2 separate regions of the Mus musculus genome follow, and region 2 is linked to region 1. A link is a contact called in public ChIA-PET data. All regions are on one chromosome and are shown on one strand. The core of a region is the stretch at or near the end of the contact, and the rest is flanking DNA. Distances in the headings are between cores, read along the strand shown. Region 1 has its middle 140 kb from the start of Gm38805. Region 2 holds the start of Cycs (cytochrome c, somatic).

Region 1 (6,900 bases), core at 1,129-3,628:
CCCTGCTGCCCTGATTAGCTGAAGCCTCGTGACTGGCGAGGGGGCGTGGCCTGCGGTGCGTGGATGAGAGAGAGTATAAAAGGAGTGAGAGGCCCAGGGTTCGGGGGAGATATAAACAAGAAGAATCAGGACTGAATAAACTGCTGTTAGAAGGACTGGTGGTCGCGTCGTTCTTGCTGGTCGAGAGCGGGCGCGACAATTATAAATAAGGCTGCTATGAACATAGTGGAGCACGTGTCCTTCTTACCGGTTGGAACATCTTCTGGATATATGTCCAGGAGAGGTATTGCGGGATCCTCCGGTAGTACTATGTCCAATTTTATGAGGAACCGCCAGACTGATTTCCAGAGTGGTTGTACAAGCTTGCAATCCCACCAACAGTGGAGGAGTGTTTCTTTCTCCACATCCTCGCCAGCATCTACTGTCACCTGAATTTTTGAACTTAGCCATTTTGACTGGTGTGAGGTGGAATCTCAGGGTTGTTTTGATTTGCATTTCCCTGATGATTAAGGATGTTGAACCTTTTTTCAGGTACTTCTTAGCCATTTGGTATTCCTCAGGTGAGAATTCTTTGTTTAGCTCTGAGCCCCATTTTTAATGAGGTTATTTGATTTTCTGGAGTCTACCTTCTTGAGTTCTTTATATATATTGGATATTAGTCCCCTGATTTGGGATAGGTAAAGATCCTTTCCCAATCTGTTGGTGGCCTTTTTGTCTTATTGACGGTGTCTTTTGCCTTGCAGAAGCTTTGCAATTTTATGAGGTCCCATTTGTCCATGTCCAAATCTTTCTTACCCATAAAAATGTGTTTTGCTTTCCTCATGTGTGTGCTCAGCAACAGAGAGACCCAAGGTGACATTCAGTGTTGACAATCATCTATTCACAGGCCTCTTGAAATTGGCACATAATTTTACAATGCTATTTTAACTTTTTTCCAGAAGAAAGAGTGAAAGTTGTAATTAGAAAAAAAAAAAATCTCTTGACCCCGTTGCGTTGATTTGGGAGATGAGAAGCTGTGGTTAGGAATGGCTAGGGTTTTGTTGATAGAGCACAGGTCTATCAACCGAGGTCTAACAAAGCCAAGGTCATGAATCAGCACCATCAGTCTGTGCTGACCCAAAGGCTTGCTTGGCTTGGTTTGCACAGGGCCCTCCCCCAACCCTTGGCTTGGTTTGCACAGGGCCCTCCCCCCACCCTTAGCATGGTTTGCACAGGGCCCTTCCCCCACCCTTAGCTTGGTTTGCACAGGACCCTCCCCCTCCCCTCAGTTGTATTCAGTTCTGTTTAGATTTAGCCCCTTGCTATCACGACTGCTCATTTAGACTCTCCTTCCCTGCTTTGTGTCTCCTCCTCTCATCTTCATGGACACTTTTTCCATTCAGCCTTAGTGAAAGCCATAGGAATTAGCGCTACCAGTCACTGGAAACCCAGGATGAGCAGGGAGTTAGCTCAGAGGTAGAGCACTTGCTCAGTGTGCACTGAACCTTACATTCACTCTACTGCACTTCCCATCTCCACAGAATAAAAGAATAACCAACAGCAAATCCGCTACAAAACACTTTAATTATGGGTCAGCTGCCTTACCATTGCCAACTTTATTACTAAGTGGTCATGAAGAACCAGGAGTCTCTGGTCCCTACTCTCTGGGATTTTGTGACTATTGATTGTACTTTTACCTTGATCAGACTTGTGTGCCTCGAAGTCCAGCAGCACCCCATTTGCCACAGTGGCCTTGCATTTCTCCCTCGGAACAGTCTTCAGTAGTAACAGGCTCCGGAGATGAAGGCTCACAAAAGCATCCCATGTAGGTCCTAGTGTAGGCTGATGATATGTGTCCACAGTGGATAAAGCCCAACTCGGGTTCTAAATAGTCCTTGACCACCTAGAGGACTAAGTAGCACTTGTGCCTCTCAGCATTCCTTGTGTTTCTTTTCTCGGTTTTATATACTAAAGGGGAAAAAAGGTTACAATGCAAAGCCTTACTTTATTCTGAAAATATAGTCAGTCTCGTTAGCGCTCACTTGAAATGATATTCCTGCTTGTTAGAAGCCCTTAGTAAGGCCCCCTCTTCAAAAAAAAAAATCCGTATAGCAATAATATGTGTTTAAAAATAAAAGCCAGCTGCTCATCACGCATTCACAGCTTCTCCCTTCACCCCACCCCCTCTTTTCTCTGCAGGGCACACAGGAAGTCAAATTTTCAGTTTTGTTTTGCTTTTTAAAATTCTTCTACGGAAAAGCTATTTTATGTGCCCAGAAGTGGTTATTTTCATGCCCTGCCTTCCTAAATGAAAAGAGCTGTTTATCCGTTTAAAGCCTTGTCCATTTCTACACTTCCTAGGCCAATGGGAAGGAACAAGATTCTGGTGCTATTGCACAAGTCAGAAAAACCATTGTGTTGGTTACTCTTCTTGTCACTGGGATCAAACACGTGACCAAAAGCAACACAAGCACAGAAAGGATGTGTGTGTGTGTGTGTGTGTGTGTGTGTGTGTGTGTGTGTGATATGTGTATGTGTGGTGTATATGTGTGTGTGTGTGTGTGTGTGTGTGTGTGTGTGTGTGTGTGTGTGTGATGTGTGTGTGGTGTATATGTGTGTGTGTTATGTGTGTATGTGTGTGTGTGTGTGTGTGGTGTGTGTGTGTGGCATGTGTGTGTGTGTTTGTGTATATGTTTGTATGTGGTGTGTGTGTGTGTGGTGTATGTGTGTGTGTGTGATGTGTGTATGTGTGTGTGGTGTGTATGTGTGTGTGTGTTGTGTGTATGTGTGTATGTGTGTGGTGTGTGTTTGTGTGTGGCATGTAAGTGTGTGTGTGTGGTGTATGTGTGAGCGTATGTGTGAGATGTATGTGATGTGTGTGTGGTGTGTGTGTGATGTGTGTGTGTGTGTGTGTGTATGTGTGTGTTGTGTGGTGTGTGTGTGTGTGTGATATATGTGTGTGTGTGGCGGGGGATAGCATCCACCATGGTGCAGAAGGGGGACCAGGTGCTGATGTGGTGGCTCATGGGTCTGTGACACTTATCATCTGTGCTTGGGTTTCTTCTTTGCTTTGCTCTGGGATCCCAGCCGCTGGGACAAGGCCACATCCTTTTAAATTGGTCTTCCCTCCTCAGTTAATTCTCTCTGGAAGCGCCATCACAGACACACTGAGAGGTGTGTGTAACCCCAGCCAAGTGGACAACAGATTAACCATTGCAGCCACACCTTAGGATAGCACTCTATTCTCCATCTGCTCTTCTTATTTTTATTTTTAGGAGAAAAATGTCTATAGATACTAGATTCAGTAAGCTGACTTAAAAAAAAAAGACCCCATTCTCTCCTCTTCTTTCCATTCAGCCTTTGGGAAGGAGACTTTTCGGTACTTTATTGTAGGGGGGTTGATTATTCTTAACTACTTTTGAATAAGGACTAGTCTTAGCCTCTTGGGCCAACAAGGCAAGCATGGTGGTATGTCAGTTTGAAGTCTGCTCCTCAAGAGCCCTGGTGTGCTTCTAGTCTCTCCTTAAAGTTTGCCACCACCATGTGAATAATAACACAAGACTAAAAACTGGTGGAGAAGAAACTAAGGGGAGCTAAGTCAGATCACCCAACTGGGGCCGTGCTGGACCAGACAGTCCCCCGGTCAATTTGCTGGCTGCCCATAGTTACAGGAAAGACAGTATCCCAAGCCAGCCAACTTTAGCCCACATCAACAGAACTGCCCAGCCAACCCACAGCTTTGTGGAAAATAATGACGAATTGTTTTTAAAGCACTATATTTTTGGGAGGTTTGTTATGCAACAACAGCTATTTGATGCACTGGGTTATTAAATATTCCTTTTACATATGCATGTGTTTTTTCAGGGTATGTGGGGGCCTAGATGGGACTGCACTGTGCCTTGGGATAAAGGGTTGGATTGAATATGCTCAGATGCTAGCTCCATCACGCAGAGTGTGTGGCAAGACAGTCTCTCTAAATTGTTTTTTCATGGCAAGTAAGGAAAACTAGTAGACTGAAGAAAGATTAGCAGGATAAGAGGGATAGGCTTGTGTGTGTGTGTGTGTGTGTGTGTGTGTGTGTGTGTGTGTAGTACCTGACAAATATTTGGTATTCCATCAATGAAAGATACTAGCATGTTTATGTATCCACGTAGCTTTAAGCTTACATGGCTCATACCTAATAAATCCCATGTGTCTGAAATTCTGGGATTAGAGCTACTAAATGAAAGTGGTCTATGTTTCTGGACCTCTCAAGGATACATCCCCAAAATCCAACCTCCTCAGTAACTTCCTTTTCCTAACAATACATACAATACAATGAATGTTTCCTGAAGACTCAGGCGTTATCTGGCCCTGGCCTTTGTTTTCTAACACCTAACTACCCTTAGCACATCTGCTACGTGTTCGCCTGGCTGCACTGGCCTTGATCCTTCTCTCTGGGTTTTTGTTTATGACCACTAACACATAGCACTGTGGCCCAGGCTTCTCCAGTCATTAACTGTCTGTGCACTCTCCTTATACTTTTCTCAGGTTTCTGTCATGACAAACCTTGGTTAGATACTCTCTGAACCTTTTTATCTCTCTCAATGAGATATTCCACATTTCCTAGTCCTCTCACGTCTTCTGGAGAGATGTGAATGGTTCTTAATGGGGCAACTTTGACCCAGAAAGTGATGCACACCTTCTAGAATTAAATATTCAAAACACTCTTTTCTATGTTTAGCTGTTTGGAAAGAATGGAGTGTAAGAAAATTATAACCCAGAGTATAACAAGAGTTCTCAATGGAAATATACTGACCTCCTTGGGTCACTTCCTGCATCACGGCCACCCAAAGAACTGCCTGGCTAGGCACACCTGGGTGCCACCTGCGTCTCCTATTGTGTTGAGTCTCTGAAGTTTTTTTGGTTTGCTTTTGTTTAAGATTTATTTGTTTTCTTTTTATGTACATGAATGTTTGCACATGTTATGTCTGGTGCTCCTGGAAACCAGAGAGGATGTCAGAGCTCTTAGAAGTAAATTTCCAGGCTGCTATGCACCACCACATGGGTGCTAACAACCGAACCTGGGGCTTCTGCAAGAGCAGCAAGCACCCTCCATCACCGACCCAGCTCTTCAACTCCAGAGCCTCTGACATTCTAATGACTGTGAGTATAGCACTCCAGAATAAATACTGACTAATCCAACCTCTAAACTTGATAGCCCCAATTTCTGCCTTGGGAGACACTCTCCCAGCATAACAGCTATAAGTTGCCTCAGTGCTTCTTGAAGATTCATTGTGAGAAGTCCCTTAGGTTCCTTAGAAGCTGGGGTGGGGATGGGGACAAACGAACAGAAACTAACTCAAATATTTATTGAATACCTAGCATCTTCAAATTAGTGGACCAGACACTAAGGGTCACTCAGGCTGACATGTCCTAGAGCTGTCTCCTCTCTCCTCCTTCACATAAAACACACACACACACACACACACACACACACACACACACACCCTGCTTTCACCTGACCCAGAACAACCATACAAGATAGCCTCAGTTACAAGTAGTCCCAATATAATCTTAATCTTCCTGCTTTTTCCTCTGGAAAATCAAGTAGACACTCCTTTAAAATTGACCCTCCCTCTGTACCAACATGCCAGGATTTCAGATCTCACTCTGTCAGAACTACAGCCCAGAAACAGGTGATGGACTGGACGGCCTGTGATTGGCTTCCTCTCCTAGTGCTCCACTTGTGGGCAGGGAAGCGATTGAAACCAACATGCCAGCACACACACACACACATACATACAAGCATGCACGCATAGGCACACGCACATGTGCACAAGCATGCACACATGAATGCACGCAAGCATACGTGTGTGTGTGTGTGTGTGTGTGTGTGTGTGCGCGCGCGCGCTCGCGCACACGCGCGCGCACATCCCCCACTGTAGATAGAATCTTTGAATCTCACAGCTTGCCTTACAACCATCCTTCTCCCCTAGTTATGCCAAAGCACAGATGACAAGATTGGACTCTACAGACTTCATTCCAACACAGATAGCTGGCCACAGCATACCTGGCAGACACAAAGTAGGTACTTTACAGAGAAACGAAGTCTTTGTTGAAATGATGTGTGGCCTGTTTCCTACTTAAAAAAGACAAGCTACTTAGATAAAGAGGGATGTTTATGTCTTTATATCTTTCTCCCTCACAGAGAAAAGACGAGGCTGCTTTGGAAAAACAAAAGCCCCGGCAGAGATACTTACTCAATCATAACCAATTTGCATTTTTCCAATTTAGCCTCATAGTCCTGTAAACATCTCTCCTTCCAAAGAGTTCTGGGTTTTCATCTGCTACTAAACAACATGTTGCTAGATAATTAAAAAGCCACATTTGAGCATTTCTGTGTGGCTGGGACAGAGGGACACAATTTCAGATTATATTTGCTTGTTGGCCATTGCATTGCCAAAGAGCATTTGAAATCAGAAGTGTCTGCTGGACCCGGAAAGAGGAGCACCCGCAGCTGGGCGCCAGCACCTGAGTCCCGGAGCACCTTTCAATCGCTTCCCTGCCCACAAGTGGAGCACTAGGAGAGGAAGCCAATCACAGGCCGTCCATCACCTGTTTCTGGGCTGTAGTTCTGACAGAGTGAGATCGGCTTGCTTTAATACTGGATCTGTTGAAAGCAGATAATTGATTCGCAGCCTGTGTCAGTTAATCATTGTTTCTGCTCTTTCCCTAGCTTTCAACAGGCTCCCACGGACCTTCCTTCTGAGGAGCATGCGCACTGAGCACACACATGCTCTTCATGCTGTCAGATCCCATATGCTTTTTTTTCCTTGGCAGATTTTAGGTGGGATTTAAATAACAACCGCCACACAGCGTTCTTCACTTAAGAGTAACTAGATTCGACCTCAGTTCCCATACTAAAGGTGTAGATAAGGA
Region 2 (6,900 bases), core at 2,385-4,884, 590 kb after region 1:
TCTAAGCATTCTGAATGCAGGTGGAACTGAGAAGAAATTCATCTGATTTTCCTTTATGGTATCACTGAACTAGCCACCTACAAAGCAACTAAGAGCAAGCAGATCAGCTAGAGTGGTCCCACTTCCTGACTTGTAAAATCAGTGTACAGAGACTGTCCCCTTTCTGCATCTCACAGGTTTACCTTCTCCATCACTGGGTATCTTACTTGAGTCTAGCCTTAGAACACAGGAGGTTCCATCTGTGTAACACAGGCCTTAGATGATGTATTAGGTATAGATACAGAAATAACAACTCTAAGTTTGGTCATCAGTAGGGACCCTTTACTTGGGCTCCCAGAAAAGGTTGCCTGTCAGGAAATAAGTCATCATGGCTTCACCACTTCTGGGTTACAGAATCTGAGTTTATAAACTATAGGACTCACACAACCTGCTGCACTAACGAGGCCCCTTTGAATTTATATTGAAAGCCCAATGTTATAAAATCTTAAGCCAAATGTCTATATATTCATCTCAACGGCTTATTATGACTTTTTTTTTCTATCATTTCCAGAATATAAGAAAACAAGTCCAGGGCTTTATTTTTATTTTTTGTTTTTTTGAGACAGGGTTTCTCTGTGTAGCCCAGGCTGTCCTGGAACTCACTCTATAGACCAGGCTGGCCTTGAACTCAGAAATCCACCTGCCTCTGCCTCCCAAGTGCTGGGATTAAAGGTGTATGCCAACACCACCCGGCAATTCCAGGGCTTTATTTCTTTACACATTAGTTAAAATGTGCCCTGGAAAGTTGTTACAAAAACTTGGGACTCATCAAGTGTTATTACAAAGCTATCTCTGAAGGACCTACAAAGTAAAAAGCTTATCAGGGCTGGAGAGGACTCAAGAGCACTGGCTGTTCTTCCAGAGGACTCAGCCTGGACTGCGCCCACTGCAGATCCCGCTGTAACACCAGTCCCAAGGAATCCAACACCCTGGGTTGGCCTTCAAGTGTAGTGCACAGATATACATGCAGAGAAAACACCCATACATACAAAATAGGTCCAAAACAACAAAAAAAAAATTCCTACCCATCAGCCCAAAACTCCAAATTACAGAAAACTTTCCAAACTTGTTTCCAGATTGTCCTCAATTTCTTGTATAAAGTAAGATTTGTCACAAAGTGCTGCCTCTGACCTGAGGCCCAGTTAATCATCTTCTACACGTCTGAAGTCACGATGAGGTCTTTCTCCAGCCTTTTCACCCCCACAAAGACACCACTATCACTCATTTCCCTGCCATTCTCTATAAAATTTAGGACCACTCAGCTAATACATAATTATTCACCTTTATAGATCTCATTCTGGCCAAAGAACGAAGGGTAAAGCGTGGCTGTAGTCGGAGTTGCCCGAGATATCAAGGTAAGAGCACCTAGTACCTTCACTAGACCATGGCTTTATACCAGGGAACATTTAAACAACTAAAGATATGTTAACTGTCATTAAACAAAGCACAATCAAAGGATCACGATCTGTGGTTGTTTTAATTATCTTCTTTCTGCTGATACAAACTATTTCCTTTATTTCCATCTTTCCATCTAGTAAGTTAGCAAAGAGTGCCATTCCTAATCGAATTCCAGTTATGTGTGTTTCTGAGTGGGTATTTAAGGACAATTCTGATTTACAACTTAGTCTTAGAAAATAGAGAATTTAAAAGGCCTAACTTGCTTGTTTCTAAAAGCATTTTAATTTGCAGATCAACTATAAAGAAGTGTTAAATACTCTTTATTTGATATCATACATAAACCACAGTAAATGCCTTTCAATAGTAAAAGGCAACATCCTTGATGTAGGGAATTCTAATTAAAACTGCACTGTCAAGAATAGACAGTTGCCTCCTGGTGGTTAGCCATGACCTGAAAGAGGCCAGTGAACACAAACTGAAACACATTTGAGTCTTCTTGTTTCTGAGACAGTGATAGAATTTTCCCAGTGTTTAAGCATATTCATATGCCCAGTTATATAAATCTAAGTATAAAACCATTTAGTAGGTTTGAGGTGACATGCCCCTATTTATGGAAAGTAAAACATTGCTAATTAAGTCCAATCTTATCTTGAGAAAGGGAGAGCCGTGGTAGCATGTATACAACTGGAACTGTTGCTTTAATAAAGACCGTACCCACTTTATGACAAGTCAGTTTTACTTAAATCAGGACTGTCCAACAAAAACATTGCTAGCCATTCATGATCTGAATTTGGTGTGTGAATTAAATTATGGTGTACATTAAAAGCCATGAGACATTTGTTTTGTAATAAATAAGGCAGTGGAATTACTCATTAGTAGCCTTTTTAAGATAAGCTATTAGGTCTGCCCTTTCTCCCTTCTTCTTAATTCCAGCGAAGATCATTTTTGTTCCAGGGATGTACTTTTTGGGATTCTCCAAATACTCCATCAGGGTATCCTCTCCCCAGGTGATGCCTAAACAGAAAGAGATGCAGAGGTTAAGTGTTTTACACACCTGGTAATTCTGCACTGGTTAACCCAAGCAACCTGTGCTGTGGCTGACAGCAGCTCCCCCCGTTACCTTTGTTCTTGTTGGCATCTGTGTAAGAGAATCCAGCAGCCTGGCCTGTCTTCCGCCCGAACAGACCGTGGAGATTTGGTCCAGTCTTATGCTTGCCTCCCTTTTCCACAGTGTGGCACTGGGCACACTTCTGAACAAAAATCTTCTTGCCTTTTTCAACATCACCCATTTTTAATTCTAAAAGGGAAAAGATCCAACAGTAAAACGTACTACGGATCCCAATGACCATTCAAACCGCTATTCTTATGTCCTCTTAACACCAGGCAGGGTGCTAACTCAGTCCACTTGCAATATTCTTCAATAGCAAATACATCACCTAGGAGACTCTCCTTTAAAGCAAGTCTGTGCTCAAGACAGGTCCATGCCAAGGGAAATGGAAACCCACAGCTCAAACCCCAGTTTCCGAAGAAGGCAAGGTCAAAAAGTCACAAATATGAAACCGGACTCATTAAAGCAAAACCACTACAACTCTTAACATTTCAGAATGCTAAACTGCTGTCAGTGCTGCCGATTAAAGTCACTTCCAAAGATAAGGGAGGCTGGGGGTGATCCTAAGTGCTTCCGCCTGCTCCGGTCTCATTAGGAGGTTAAGTCTCTTCTCTCTTGCTTTAGTCCGGCACGGGAAGGCGAGGGAGGACTGGGGAAGGAACCGTCTCACTCTCACGTTGAGATCCCAGGGGTGACTACGACTTTACAAACCCACCCTCCCAGATGCTTAATCAGGAAAAGAACTGGCCCAGTCCTGAAGGAACAGCAGCTTCTGCTCTCAGAAGGGGCGGCGGGCGAGTTCCTTCTAGAACTCCGGGCCCCGGTCCTACACCCACGCCGCCTCCAGCCGTGCCACAGTTCTGCATGGCTTTGTAGGTTAGGCCTGCCCCGGCCTCCTCGCCCCGTTCCCGGTCCGCATCCCCGTCGCGCGCTCACCGTTCCGGGCTGGTCAACACCACGAACGTTCGGACTCGAAGACAGACGTCCCGCGCTCTAGCCCAAGGACACGCCGGCCCGCGCCTATGTACCGGTGTCGGTGCAACCACACTTGTTCCGCCCGTCCGCGGCCCGACGTGCGGTAGCGCCGTCTGCTGCGCCGTGACGTAACCGCACCTCATTGGCTCCAGGACAGGTTTGTGCGCGCGCATGCGAGCTAGCATGGTAGGATGTGCCCAGAGGGCGCCCTTCCTTCAGAGGCCTCGTTTGCCCGACACTTACGACAGGCCTTAGGACGTAAGGCGTGGACGTGCGTGACGTCACCCTCTGGCCTGCGAGATGGCGAGGGCAAGTAGCGGGGCCGATGCTCCCTTGGGATCCGGGTGTGGCTCGGCTCAGGTAACGCCCGGCCCTAGGACTCCTTCGGCCTCCGCCCACGGGGAGTGCTGAGACTGCCGGCCGGTGTGCTGGCGACCTTTACCCAGGCTTGGTCAAGGCTTCCTGGCTGGCGCAACTGCACTGGCCTCGCAGTGGACGCCTGCTGGTGACCTTTACTCTGTTAAACCATCTTCCTGCTCTCCCAGTGAGAGCCTCAAAGCTGGGGAAGGTACGCACAAGTGGCAGACAGGATCACATCTTACCCAGAGTCCCTGTTTTCTTCCCCTAGTGTTTGTAGAAAACGAGGAGGGTGTGCAGGCAAGCTTTAAGGGAGAAGCAGGATTCGCCTGAGTAGAGGATTCCCGGGAATCCGCTAGACTTGGCATCCCTTCTGACCATATTGGAAATGGAAGTCTCCTTAGCATACTTTCCTGGTGTACTTCAAAACGAACTCACAGACACTTTAAATTCTGCCACTGGACGTTTTCTTCATTACTCCCCTCTCCCAAATTCAGATGAATGTCGGTCCATTCCCTATGTTCTGTCTAGCCTTGACATAGTTTATCGTGTGTTTATAGATGCCTGGTGTGTGCCGGGCCCTTCTCAGTATGAACTCACATATTCTGGTTGAGCTTGTTTATATTCTACCACTTTTCCTTCCGCCATCAGATTAACATGAGATGTTAGAAGGCTGGTCTAAAGTCTCAATAGATCTCTTTCCAGCCACTGGTCCTATCTGCTCAAAGATGTCAGTTTGTGTGAGTATAGTTGTTAGGTATTCCCAGGGATAGTTGATTCCAGAACAATCCCCAGAACCCATACAGAATTCCATGGGTGTTTAAGTCCTTCACATGAAATGATGTAATATTTGTATATAATCTACACAATCTCCCCAATATTTAAATAATTTCTAGATTATAACTTATACTGCCAAATGCAGTGCTGTATGGTGTCACTTAGGGAAAATGACAAAAACGCTAGTCATTCTGTATTGGTGAGAATATTGTAAGCCTAACTACATAGTATGTGATGTGATCTGCTGATTTCTGAAGACATGGATATGGGAACCATAGATAAGGAGGTCTGATGTATTTTCATTGTTATTAAACTGTCCTAGCTTTTGGGGGTACTCGTTCAGCATTTAGACTTAGTCCTTATGTAGGTTTATTTTAAGTTATTTGTATATAGGCTTATTTATCAAACTCTTAAAGTTTTTAAAGACCTGATGTAGCAAATCTGTAGACATTCAATATGTCCTTAAATCAAGTCCTGATACTGCCTTCCTTATTTCTCCAAAGAAAAAGTAGTTCTTACTGAAGTCATTGTTCTCTCAATATCGTTTCTTTGTGGAACAGAAGATACCATTTTTCGTTTATAAACGAGTTGGCTGTGAGTTGCTCTTGTTTGTGTTTTATGTGTGTATGTGGGGGAGGGGAGTGTTTGGTTTTGGCTTGGGTTTCTTTTGGGGGGCAACTTGGAAACTAATGCTAGGTACCAGCCTGTTAGTTTACCTGAGTTCAAACTTAGGTCAGGTTCTCTAAAATGGAGTCTGAATTTAAAAGACTCGGCATCCCAACCCTATCTCAAAGCCATTGCTCTATCTATTCTTATCCTTTGGGAAGGAGAGTGGCTGGTAAGAGTTGTAATTGTTTTAAAGCAAATGCCTCTCTTTTCAATATAGTGGATTGCGTATTTTTTTAAAAAAACTATGAACAAATCACTATTAGGATGTTCTTCACGTACAGGGAATAAGTGGATCGGATGCTTTAGATTGAAGTGCAGCAGCATTACCTAGGCATTCCTGCCAGAGCTGCCCCAAGCCACCTTCTCTGAGCTAGGCTTTTCATTTGCTGAGCTTCTAGTACAGCCAGAGATGGTTTCCTTTCAGTCCATAGCCAGCCCTAGACTCAGCGTGGACAGAACACATTGTCCACCTCCAAACAACAGACTCCTTGTGGCCCCGCCCCCCGTTCCATGTTTTGATTGAGGAGGAGGAAATTTTAGTAGAAGCTTTAAATAGCATATATTATATATTTTAAGAAAAACTAAAGGGCCTAGGTTCCTACTCTCATTTTTGCAAGGTGAATGAATCTCTCAGAAGGTCTAAAACCATCCCAGGGAAACGGAAACGTTAAGAAGATAGGATTTTTCCAGACATTGGCGCATGTCTTCAATCCCAAAATTAAGGAGGCAGAAGCAGGCAGATCTCTGTGAGTTCTAGGACAGCCAGGAGTAGAAAGAAAGTTCCAGGGCAGCCAAGGCTGTTACACAGAGAAACCCTGTCTTAAAAAAAAAAAATCAAAGAAGGAGGAGGAGGAGGAAGAAAGGGAGTAGGAGGAAGAAGAGGAAGGGGAAGGAGAAGGGAGACGGGAAGAAAAGAAGAGGGAGAAGAGGAAGAGGAAGAAGAAACAACAAGAAGTGTCTCTCTGCTTACAATTTGGACACAATTTTAGTTTAGTTTATTCTTCAAAGATTCATATTCTGGAAGCTTGCTCCACAGTTAACAGTATTGGAAGGTGGTGGGACCTTTAAGAGGAAGGGCCTAATGAAACATGACTTCTCCATCAGGTCTCTTGCACCGTCATTCTTCATGAAGAGTTATCTTGGGCTCTGGTTGTAAGGGAACATTAGTTCTCTCATGAGTGGATTAGTCCCTAAGAGAGTCAGCTATTATGAAGGAGCAAGCCTGGTCCCTCTTGCTTCCTTCTTTGCTTTGAGACATCTTGTGCTTCCCACCATTTGACACTCTCTTCCATGAGGCTATCGTGTGTGTGTGTGTGTGAGAGAGAGAGAGAGACAGACAGACAGACAGACAGACAGACAAACTAATAACAAAATGCCAGCCACTGTATTCTGAAGGCAGGCCAGGGAGTAGAATAGAGAAATGTCAGATCGATACATGACTTTTATACTGGCTGGGTTTGTGTGTCAACTTGACACACACTGGAGTTATTACAGAAAAAGGAGCCTCCCTTGAGGAAATGCCTCCAGGAGATCCAGCTGTAAGGCATTTTCTCAATTAGTGATCAAGGGTGGGAGGG

The links. ChIA-PET counts read pairs in DNA pulled down with a chosen protein or histone mark.
Region 2: a contact with region 1 is called in an RNA polymerase II ChIA-PET map of memory CD8 T cells, with 5 times the contacts expected there. The contact joins the promoter of Cycs here to the enhancer-like site in region 1. A contact is called at or near these places in 1 of 39 promoter capture datasets (liver) and 4 of 115 datasets of contacts at active chromatin or transcription factors (bone marrow-derived macrophages, embryonic stem cells, memory CD8 T cells and 1 more).

Annotation. Positions count from the first base shown.
Region 1 is chr6:49,971,318-49,978,217 of GRCm38.p6, forward strand. No RefSeq gene overlaps it. Among named protein-coding and RNA genes, the nearest start is that of Gm38805, 140 kb to the right of the region's middle. Within about 2 kb of position 2,379, at least 32 of the 459 cell types and tissues checked have an H3K27ac peak or open chromatin away from gene starts, as enhancers often do. A contact at or near this core is called in memory CD8 T cells, where this site is marked.
Region 2 is chr6:50,562,935-50,569,834 of GRCm38.p6, forward strand. Cycs (cytochrome c, somatic) reads right to left here and starts at 3,635. Exons shown (of 3, transcript NM_007808.5): 1 at 3,482-3,635; 2 at 2,558-2,734; 3 at 1-2,451. The coding sequence starts at 2,726. The coding sequence ends at 2,303. It overlaps 5430402O13Rik (RIKEN cDNA 5430402O13 gene), which reads left to right and starts at 3,709. Exons shown (of 3, transcript NR_027892.1): 1 at 3,709-4,088.